2 separate regions of the Pan troglodytes genome follow, and region 1 is linked to region 2. A link is a contact called in public Hi-C data. All regions are on one chromosome and are shown on one strand. The core of a region is the stretch at or near the end of the contact, and the rest is flanking DNA. Distances in the headings are between cores, read along the strand shown. Region 1 holds the start of JDP2 (Jun dimerization protein 2). Region 2 has its middle 31 kb from the start of FOS.

Region 1 (5,755 bases), core at 51-2,550, 120 kb after region 2:
GAAACCCAAATTCAAACTGCCTTGGGTAAGACATAATTTACTGATTCCTATAGCTAAAACCTGCAGAGGTCAGGATGATGTCAGGCATGACTGAATTCAGGAACTCAGGTAATGTCATTGGAACTTGATCTGTCTTTCCCTCCGTGGCTTGGCTCTACTTTTCCTCCCATTAGCTTCACTCTCAGTAGATCCCTTTCACGTGGGGCTTCTGGCAGCTTCTCTTTCCAGCAGATCCACAAAATTCCCAGTCTTGTGAGATTTTCTTGGGATATGTGACGATCTCTCAATCAGCCCATTGACTAGGGCTGGGCGTGTTAATCAGGACTTTTCTAGTTGTGATAGGAAACTTAAATTCAAACTGCCTTAGGCTGAGTCACTTGTCTGTCCCTAAGAGCCAGTGGTAAATCAGCTCCATCCAGCATCCAATGTCTGCATAAAGGACCCAGTTTATTGCTTCTCCCTCTAGCCACTCCCAGAGGCAGTGACTACGTAGAGGGGCCTAGTAGGGAGTATGTGGCGGAAGGGAGGCCTTGAAGCTGTGTTCTTACAGCGTCCTATATGAAACTGAAAAGCATCCATATCAAATAACAGAGAAGATCTAATGGAGATTATAGAGAGGTAGAGGGGACTAAAGGCCTCCCAAGTCACCCCTTGGTGCCACCTCTGTAACATATTTAATTTGTGGGGGAAGCAAAGGCCCAGTAGGACTGCTGGTGGCCCAGCCACAGTCCAAAACAGGCCCTAGAGAGGACGCGCTCTAACCACACACCCTAATTATTAGTCCCTGAATATAGATCAGTTTAGTTTATCCAAAGCCCCAGCTGAAGACACATCAAGTACTATTGCCTCTGTTCCATGTTTTGTTCCATATAAACATCCAGACACAGGTCTCATGGGAGAAACATCATGAGGCAGTTTCACAGTCCCTGGCTTTGATCTTTACGCTGTAGTAAAGGTGTCATTGGCCTTTCTGGGGCGAAGAGTCATGCTCTTCCACAAGAGTATCAAATTACTGCTCATTTTCCAATGTATATTCTTTCAGGGCCTTGCTTTCTTCTTACCTGCCCACACCAATGCTGTGAGGGAGACTGCTGATGGCGAAGGTGAAAATGGTCAGGCAATGTCATTGGGACTTGGTCTGTCTCTCCTTCCATTAGCCCACTTCTTTTATCCAGAAAGATTTCACTGCACTGGGGAAATAAGGAGAATAAAGTCTCATGCACTCACTCACATGAGAGAGACATGCATGTTCGGGTTTGCTCAATTGCACCCATCTGTCTCAAGTCTTGTTGTTTCTTTCACTCTGAGCATCTGCACTCCAAGAAGGCATGAACTTTTTCTTTCACTTCCTTTCTTCTATGGGTGATGACCTGACATCACTCTCAGAAAGGAGGCCGAAAGTCGCTGAGTATAAAAATCGTCACTCCTATCTGGCTTAGGCAGAAGGTAGGGGGCTCGATGGGTACCCAGGAGCTCTGGAGGTAGGAGATGCCGTCTAGGGAACCCCGTTCTACCTGAGGGCTCTGTGTCTCTGCCTTTGTATACTGGAGGGCACCATGGATGTCGCCTTCCCTCTGGAGTCCCCTTCACCATTTCCTCTCTAGAAGGATGGAAGGTGGGAGTGGGGTTGGCTATTGAAGCTGGAACGGGGAAGAAGGCCACTTGGGGTCTGCTCACTGCTGTGTCCTGAGTGGAAAGGAGAAGCCCGCTGGAGCAGGGTACAAGCCCAAGGGTCAAACTGCGCCAGCAGTAGAGCAAGCCGCGGTCTCAGGCTGCAGCCCTAGCAGAGGTCAGGCTGGTGCAGCCAGCCGTCTTGGGGCCTAAGGGCGCTGGCGGGGGCCGGTGGGTAGGGGTAGGAGTCCCCAAATGCCTTCATCTCAGCCCATCCTTCTCCACCGAAAAATAAAGCAGGCTGGCGAGATCGCCTCCTCACCCGCTCAGTCCTGAAGTGTCCAAGGATGAAACTGTGCGGAAATTCTCCCTGTCGCTCTCAGTTTGGGGGGGAAGCGCCGGGACTGAGGTACATGGTTAACACAGGCTGTGCGTGAAGGGGCTTTTGACTTTTCCCCCGGCTCCGGCCTCTCGCGCCTCTCTCCTAGGGCTGCGGCTGCTGCTGCCTGGCGGGCACAAGCCGGGCGGCGGTGCGCGGGGGGTGCGCTTACATAACCGCTCGCCGCGTCCTGCTTTCTCGAGCGCTCCTGCACCGTGGGGTGGCGGAGCCGGGGGACTGCATGGAACCCGGGACGCCCCCGCGGGGAGAGGAGCGCGAGCGGCCGCGGGAGGAGGGCGCCCAAGGCGGCGGGGGAGGTTAAGGTCAGTGGGTGTGAAGCGCCGGCTCCACACCCCCTCCTCCCCGGTCCCCTCCTTCCCTTCCTCTCCGTCCCCCTCTGACGTCTGGAGCTGGCAGCTCGGCCGGTTCCGCATTCCCGACCCCTCCCCGCCGCCCAGGGGCCGCTATATAGCCGGGGCTGATGCAACCCGTCCCGCCGCCCGCCACAGCCTGCGGGAGGGACGCTCGGCGGCCGCGACGGGGGGCGCTGGCGGCGGCGGACGCTGCAGCGGCGGCGGGGCTGGCGCCGCGGCGGCTCCCGGGCCGGGACAGGCCTGGGCACCGGGCGGAGCTCCGCGGCCGGGCGGCAGCGGCGCGGAGCGGGCACGGCGCCTGCAGCCGGGCCCCGGCCCCGGGGGCGCCGCCTCCGCCCGCAGCTTCTGCACGGTGGGTGCGAGGGCGCGCGCTGGGGGCGCCGGGACGGGCGGGGCGGGGCGGGGCAGGGCGCGGCGCGGGCACCTGGGACGGCCGCCCCCGCGCGGGCGGAGCGCGAGGAGCCCCAGCCCAGCCCCGCGGGGAGGCTCCCGCAGCCCAGGGACCTCGAGCTTTCCCCGCGCCGGGCGCTGCAGCCGGGCCCCTCCCGCGAGGCGCCCGGCAGCCTGAGGCTTCCTTTTGGTTCCCGCCCCGGGACGGGAGGCTCGGTCCGCTCCCTGGACAGCCGGGGCGCTCCCTCCTTCTCCCTCCCGCGCTCTCCTCCCCCGTCCGTTTGCAGGGAGGTGCTCTCCTCGGGCGGCGGGGAAGGCGGGGTGAGTGGGGAGAAAACTGCCCGCAGAGACGGGCTGTGCGGGTGGAGATGGAGGGTGAAGGGCCAGGGAGGTGCGGGGTTGGGGTCGGGGTTAGATTGTGGAGGGATGACAAGGACCTCCTGGCAGTGAGGAAGCGCGACTCCCGGAGGACCCGGACCCGGAGGAGAGTATTGAGAAGGGCTCGGGATTTCCATCCAATGAAGGCAGCTTCTCTCATGGCCATTGCTTTGGAGCTCTGGGCTGGGAGGGGATCTAGGGGTGGCCGGGGTCCCCTTTGGGCTCTCCTGTCTCCCACGCCAGGTTATATAAGGAGGCAAGCCGGCTCCTGTAGGTAACCAGCCTCTCCCTTGCCCAGCCCAGCTTAGAAGGCTCTCCTCTGCTCCTCCCCTCAAAGGAGGTTGTCGAGGGGTAGGGGTGCAGTGGGGGGTGGGAGAGTGTAGGGGTGGATTGGGCCTTCCAACTGGATCCCTGGACCCTGGGATGGCAGAGCCAGGCTTTGCCTGGGTCAGTAGGAGGAGCAGGGAAGATGAGAAGGCTGGGGAAGATGGGGAGGTCCTGGCTCTTTTGCAGGGATGGAGAGGCTGGTGGAAGGAGAAATCAGCCGACCCCCTTGGGTCATCTCCAGTTGCAAGATGGCGTGGCCCTTGCCCAGGGTGCTGCCCTCCCTGTTGGAATCCAGGGCATGGGGCTATGGCCCGACCACGTGTGCTCAGGGCAAATGTGCTCAGGTCTATATCTCAGAAAGGGCTTGCAGCCTGCTTAGGCGTGTGTACCCAGGCTTAAATCTTGGTGGTCTCTCCCTAGGGTCTTAATTTGAGGAGCATCAGGAATTGGGAAGCTTTGAACCATGTTTGGGTACATTTGTACCCAAACGTCCTTTAAGCCCTTGGTAGAAACTGTGTTCGCGTATCATCTCCCTTCCCCCGAACCTTCCTTCCCTGAGGGTTTTAAAAAACACTTCCCATTGCTTTTACCTTTCCAGCAAATCTGGCTGCAGCTTGGATGGATAGCTTATCTTCCTTTGCAGGTTTCTAGGGGAGAGTTTAACCAGGTATCAGGTGTGAGCATGGCTCTGATTTTATATAAACCTGAGGATCGAGGAAGAGAAGCAAAATCTATTCTCATACCTCTGGGTGGTTAAGGTTTTTCCTTGTTTAGAGCAGGGAGGATGGATTTCTCAAAGACTCTTCTGTTCCCTTCTACTTTGGCTTTGGTTCAGAGCTGCAGGCAGCTCCAGAATCTTCCTGAAGAGCTGGGTGCTGTGTGATTTGAAGGGCTGCAGGAAGTCATGGGTGTGTAGACCTCTGGCTTTTCTCCTAGGTGGGCTGCAGGAAGTCATGGGTGTGTAGACCTCTGGCTTTTCTCCTAGGTTGGCTGCAGCCACCTCCAAGGAGATGTGTTGCAAAGTGGTGACAATGCCCCCTAGGAAGGGTTTGGATAAGGGTCTCCCCACTCATCCACTGCCTAACTTTTGCAGCTACCAGGGAATGCTCCTCCTGACTCCCTGGATTTGTTGTCATCTCCCTACCTGTTTGTAGGATGTGTGGGCATTTTTTTCCAACCTGCAGAATCCCTGGCAGGAATAGGCTCTCTGGGCCTCGTTTGTCGTGGGGCTACTGGTTTTGCAATGGGCTGTCTCTCTCGAGTGTCTGTTTCCAGCTCCACTCTGGAAAGAAAGGGGCCAACGCCGACTCTAGGCCGGCCTGCCCTGTATTCATTCAGCCCCAGCTCAACTTGAGCAATCAGAGCCAGGGTTGAGGGCAAGCTACATTCTTTTCTGCCTTTCTGCTGCAGGATGCAGTTTGCTTTTTTTCCATACGAATGAATTATGTTTGAAACCGAAATGGGAGGAAGAGAAAAATGGAGTGAGTGTATATGGGTATGTGTGTGTGCATACCTATATAGGCAGGGGAGGGCAGCAGGCACATTATTTTTCCATTTTCCTTTAATTAAGGCTCTGTGGAGGTGTGTTTGAAAACAGAGGGTCTCCTATGCCTTTGAGGAGGGTGAGAACACTGTTTTGGCTGCGTCCCGGGCCATATGCAGCGTATGGTGGCCAATGAAACCGGGCCTGGCTCATTCTGTTGCTTGTCTTGGCAGTCGGTTTCGTGGCTTGTATTACCAGCTCTGGAACTTAGGGGCTGCCAAGCTCCATGTGCCTGTGTATGTGTGTGTGCGTGTGCATGTGTGTGCACATGCGTTCTTGTGTGTGTGTGTGGTTTGGCCTCTCCGAACTCAGCAGAGACAAATGCCTTAGCGACCCAGTCTTGGAATTTTCAGACTGTGTTTCTTTACTTATTGCTGGCTGTGGGAGGCCTGGCCAGAGCCCACCATTCTTAGTTGTTGTTGTTTTTTAGTCTGTTTTCTTGCTGCAGCCTATGGGATTTAGTTGCAGAGCTCCATTTGCAAAGCTTCAGCTGGCCAGTGGCATTTTTTAAAAAAAGACCAGGGCAATTATCACACCTTGTGTGTGTGTCTGTATTAGGTGTGGTAGTGTTAACCCCTGCCAGCCACCAAGGACCAGAGCTGGCGTGAAGTAGAAGGGGAAATAGAAAGCTTGTCCAGTGGTTGTACGCTCCCAGCTTCCTCTTGCTGCCTGGGTTAAAGATTCCTGGCAGAGATAACTTCATATGTATTTATTGAGCACCTACATTAGGCAGAGGACAAAGCTATGTTATAG
Region 2 (5,318 bases), core at 1,917-4,416:
GTAAATCATCAATAACATAGCAAAGTTTTAGCCACCTTCCCTGTCTCAGTTCCTTCTTTGTTAAATGAGAGTCACAGTGCTTGCCCTGCAATCTCAGAGACTCAGTTCAAATGATTGTCACCCCCATAGGTGGGGGAGCCGGTGTCTGATTCCAGCTGTATTGCCAGGGCCTCAGTGCTCAGTACACGTTTGGTGGAGGAATGGACGCCATAGCCTACAATCCCAAAAGCTGCAGCCGCAGGAGGCAGCGTGGCTGGAGAAGGGTCCCGAGCCAGAAGAGGGCGCTCTTCAGCAAAACAAGGTTTGAAGGAAACCGCCAGGATGTTTCTGCAGGATGGCAGATGGAATTCACTTTAGGCTTTAGGATTTTGCAGGTCAAATCATTGCATTCTTATATCTAAACCTACCTCAGCCCTGGTTTCCTAACTAGAAAAAAGGACTAAAATGCAGTTTATTTCCTCTTTTTAAAAATTGTCCTCTTAATGCTTTAGGCACCTAAGAGAGATGCAATTATTTTTACTTTGGAGAGGCTTAAAAGAGCCACTGATTTCCTATAGCTCATGATTCTGCAGATCAGGGATGAAGGCAGGACTTGGCTGGGAATTTTTCTGCTGATTACAGCAATGACTGAGATCCTCCGTGGTATTCAGCGGCAGGATGAACTGGTCTGGGGGGTCTGAGATGGCTTCACTCACATGGCACAGAAGTAATTTTACATTTTGTGTGGTTATTTGACCATTGTCTGTCTCCCTTACTAGTCCAGAGGCTCCCAAAGGGCAGGGATTGTGTCTTTCTTGCCTATCATTTTATCCCTAGTGCCTAGCACAGTGCTGACCCATTAGAGTGTTTAATAAATATGTGTTAACTGACTCAATGATGTGATTCTTTATTTTTTATTTTTTATTTTTTTTTGAGATGGAGTTTTGCTCATGTTGCCCAGGCTGGAGTGCAATGGCACAATCTTGGCTCCCTGCAACCTCCACCTCCTGGGTTCAAGCAATTCTCCTCCCTCAGCCTCTTGAGTAGCTGGGATTACAGGCATGCGCCACCATGCCTGGATAATTTTGTATTTTTAGTAGAGACGGGGTTTCTGCATGTTGGTCAGGCTGGTCTTGAACTCCCAACCTCAGGTGATCTGCCTGCCTTGGCCTCCCAAAGTGCTGGGATTACAGACATGAGCTACTGTGCCCGGCAATGATGCGATCTCTCTCTTTCTTTCTCCTTTCCTTTCCTTTCTTTTCCTTTCTTTTCTTTTCCTTCTTTCTTTCTTTTTCTTTTTTCGGAGTTTTGCTCTTTTGCCCAGGCTGGAGTGAAGTGGTACGATCTCAGCTCACTGCAACCTCTGCCCCCTGGGGTTCAAGTGATTCTTCTGCCTCAGCCTCCCAAGTAGCTGGGATTATCAGTGCCCACCACCACACCCGGCTAATTTTTGTATTTTTAGTAGAGATGGGATTTTGTCATGTTGGCCAGGCTGGTCTTGAACTCCTGACCTCAGGTGATCCGCCCGCCTTGGCCTCCCAAAGTGCTGGGATTAGAGACATGAGCCACCGCACCCGGCCTATGATGCAGTTCTTATGAAAAGTGTTGGGATCATCAGAAAAAAGGCATAGGTGGGAGTTGATGAGGATAGTAGCTCAGTAAGTATGCAAATTGAGCTAAGCCCTTTATAACCTGGCTGTTGGTATTATTTATCCCCATTTTACAGATGAGGAGCTGAGGCTGCTGTTACACAGCTTCAAAGGTTGATGCACAAGAAACATCTTTTTTTTTTTTTTTTGAGAGACAGAGTCTTGCTCTGTCACCCAGGCTGGAGTGCTGGAATGCAGTGGCATGAGCCTCTGCCTCCCGAGTTCAAGCAATTCTCCTTCCTTAGCCTACTGAGTAGCTAGGACTACAGGTGCACGCCACCACGCCCAGCTAATTTCTTTTGTATTTTAGTAGACATGGGGTTTCACCATGTTGCCCAGGCTGGGCTTGAATTCCTGAGCTCAGGCAATCCGCCTGCCTCGGCCTCCCAAAGTGCTAGGATTACAGGTGTGAGCCACCGCGCCAGGCCAGAAACATCTTTTTTGTATCTCAAAGGAGATGGCTGGGTGCGGTGGCTCATGCCTGTAATCTCAACTCTGGGAGGCCGAGGTGGGCGGATCCATTGAGGCCAGGAGTTTGAGACCAGCCTGGCCAACATCTCTACCAGAAATACAAAAATTAGCTGGGCGTGGTGGCGGGTGCCTGTAATCCCAGCTACTTGGGAGGCTGAGGGAGAAGGCGGAGGTTGCAGCGGGCCGAGATCGCGTCACTGCACTCCAGCCTGGGCGACAGAGTGAAACAAAACAAAACAAAAATTTTAAGCACAGCAATAACTTGCTTGGTCCCTGATAGTCCTGGGAGTAAATTCAGGATTATCGAGGACCAAGCAAGTTATTAAAATTGATTATTTGGGAGATAAAAACCCGATGAAATAGCAAAAGGGTAGACGCCATGTTTTCAAATTAGTCACAAATATTCTGGATTCTTGCTTCTACAGTTATCCGAATAAAAGCAGCAAAACCACCCCAAAATTTGAGGTGAACATTACTTGGATGTCTGTCACCACATTCACCTAAAGCTGTTCCTTAACATCCACATACTTGTTTGTTTTTCTTCCTGGATTTATTTATTTTTGATGTTTCTACACACCTGGACTGCTCTCTGACATGGTATGCTTCTTTCGTTTTATCAAGTAACAGGCTGGCCTTTAGTCACAAGTGTGGCATTCGGGAAGCCAACATGGTTTAGTGATAGGGTTCTTGTTGGGTGTGCAGATTGGGGCATTTCGCAGATTATCTGATGCTCAGTCTCTCTATGGGCTCTGCCTTGCCTAAAGGGCAAGTGTGTGTTCATCAAACAGGGCTTCTTTAGGCCTTGTTACTGTGATGGGGGAAATACTCCAAAGTGCCAGGAAATCCTGCCCGGGCAGGGAGCAGGACTTCTCAGTATCCCAGGGATTCGGATCTCAGCCCCCTGCAGCCAATCAGCAAAGGAGCTGTTTCAAACTGACAAGCAAAACAAAGCCCAACAAAAGCAGCTGGAGCCCAAACAAACAGAGTTGGGTGAGGTTGGGAAGGGGAGTCAGGTCTGGCGTCATCCGGCTCCAGGCCAGGCTGTTGCCATGGTGACAGCCAGTCCGTTTACCAGCGGGCAGCAGAGCCAGCTTTCTGAGGGGGAAGCCCAAGGAGGGGAGGAGGAGCAGGGGTGCCCCAGGGGAGCCTGCGCTTCTCCAAGTTACAGAAACCCATAGAGAAGGCTCGGCCACTTCCAGGGAGCAGTGCCTTCTCTCAGGAGCTGGGCAGGCAGCCCGGGGGGCAGTGGGCTGGGAGAAGCCGGCCTGAGAGGGACGGAAGTGTCCACTGAACAGGCAAAGAGGCCTCTGGGAAGGCTAGAAGGCTTTCTGGGCAGAACGGATTTGCAGCTGTGTTGGCTTTCTGGGCAAAAGATGAATTGAAGTAAATCACAGAGTGTTTTAAAATAAAAAACTCCCCCAAACCACACACACACACACACACACACACACACACACACACACACGCCAATGGAGGAGAGAGAGGGCTTTGGGAACCTCAGCGGTGGAACACGGAAATACCTTATATTCTTCTCCAGGAGCATTTTTTTTTTTCTACTCTGATGATGACAACTCAAGTAATTACCTGCAAGACAAGAAGAATGAACAACAGTCAATGCAAAATGTTAGAAAACATCTGCTTTGCAGGGCTTGTCTATCAAAGCCCGGCTCTGTGCCTGAATGGTGTTCAGGTCCCTGAAGGTGGGCCGCTTTAGGATATAGACACTCTTTCTGGCCAACGGGCAATATGAGCCAAAACAAATGCAGTGGAAGAAAGAATCTTGGCATCTTCCTCCAGAAATCTTGCTGCAAAAGTGTCTATCACACAGAAGGAAAAATAGCTTATGATTCTACTCATGTGAGCTTCCTAGAGTAGTCAAATTCAAACAGACAGAAAGTAGAGGGGTGATTGCCAGAGGCCGAGGGGAGGGGAAAATGGGGAGTGAGTATTTAATGAGTATGAAGTTTCAATTTGGGAAGATGAAACGTTCTGGAGATGATGGTGATGAGAGTTGCACAACAATGCGAATGTACTTAATGCCACTCAACTGTAGACTTTAAAAGTTTCAAACAGTAAACTTTGTTATGTATATTTTACCATGATAAAAATAAATATGTCTGTCAGTAAAGACTGTCTTCTTGCTGCAGCAGGAAATGGTGTTGGCTTGAAGGCCAGCATCGAGGGCACATGGGTTCACCTCTTTGAACCTCAGCTGTGTCATCCATCAAATGGAACTTACACTATCTTCCTTACTGCCAACTGTGAAGAGTGGATATGAATGCATTTAGTGAACAGAAATGCACCATAAGAATGTAATTTTTTTTTTTAATTTGAGATGGGGCCTCCCAAAATGTTGGGATTATAGGCATGAGCCACTGAGCCTGGCCAAGAATATAAAATGTGATTAAAGTATTATTTCAAAATTCATTGTTATGGTACCCAAATGCCAAGAGGCAAAAGGAAAGGAGAAAGGGAGAGTTTTGGAGGAAACTAAGGAAAGGGTTATTTATATCTGGCATTTCTAGGAATTGGAAAATACCCAAATACCGTAGGAGAGTTGGAGAGAATTTTGGGCTCGTGCTCAGGGGCCTGAAGGTAAGACCAACTTGGACTATCATGGCAATTTAAAATACTTCTCCCTTTTGCTCTGCCTAAATTGAGAAACAGGTTAAGCCCACCCATCAAGAGGAAATGAAACAAAATGAAATAATGTCAAAACATCACCTCTCAAATTTCATGAAGGGAAATGGTACAGTTACAACACAATGCTGGGTGGAAGCTTATGGGACCTGGAGCCTCCAGGCATGGGTAGAACCCAGGTTCATCACCAGAGAGTCCCATTAACTGTCAATGATTTATTCAATGCATTTCTTTTTTCTATTTAAAGAAATAAGCCATTGGCCGGGTGCAGTGGCTCACGCCTGTAATCCCAGCACCTTGGGAGGCTGAGGCAAGCAGATCACTTGAGGCCAGGAGTTCGAGACCAGCCTGGCCAACATGGTGAAACCCTGTCTCTACTGAAAATACAAAAATTAGCTGGGTGTGGTGGTGGATGCCTGTAATCCCAGCTACTCGGGTGGTTGAGGCAGGAGAATCACTTGAACCTGGGAGGCGGAGGTTGCAGTGAGCTGAGATCACACCACTGCACTCCAGCCTGGGCAACAGAGTGAGACTCCGACTCAAATAAAATAAAATAAAGAAATAAGCCATTCATCACTA

Evidence for each region. Hi-C and Micro-C count contacts between places; a contact is called where the count stands out from the background.
Region 1: a Hi-C map of stem cell-derived neural progenitor cells shows a contact between it and region 2, with 4 times the contacts expected there. The contact joins the promoter of JDP2 here to the enhancer-like site in region 2. A contact is called at or near these places in 1 of 7 Hi-C or Micro-C datasets (stem cell-derived neural progenitor cells) and 1 of 1 other capture datasets (stem cell-derived neural stem cells).

The regions. Positions count from the first base shown.
Region 1 is chr15:73,378,254-73,384,008 of NHGRI_mPanTro3-v2.0_pri, forward strand. It overlaps JDP2 (Jun dimerization protein 2), which reads left to right and starts at 1,301. Exons shown (of 4, transcript XM_063793736.1): 1 at 1,301-1,446.
Region 2 is chr15:73,260,320-73,265,637 of NHGRI_mPanTro3-v2.0_pri, forward strand. No RefSeq gene overlaps it. Among named protein-coding and RNA genes, the nearest start is that of FOS, 31 kb to the left of the region's middle. Within about 2 kb of position 3,167, at least 18 of the 24 cell types and tissues checked have an H3K27ac peak or open chromatin away from gene starts, as enhancers often do. A contact at or near this core is called in stem cell-derived neural progenitor cells and stem cell-derived neural stem cells, where this site is marked.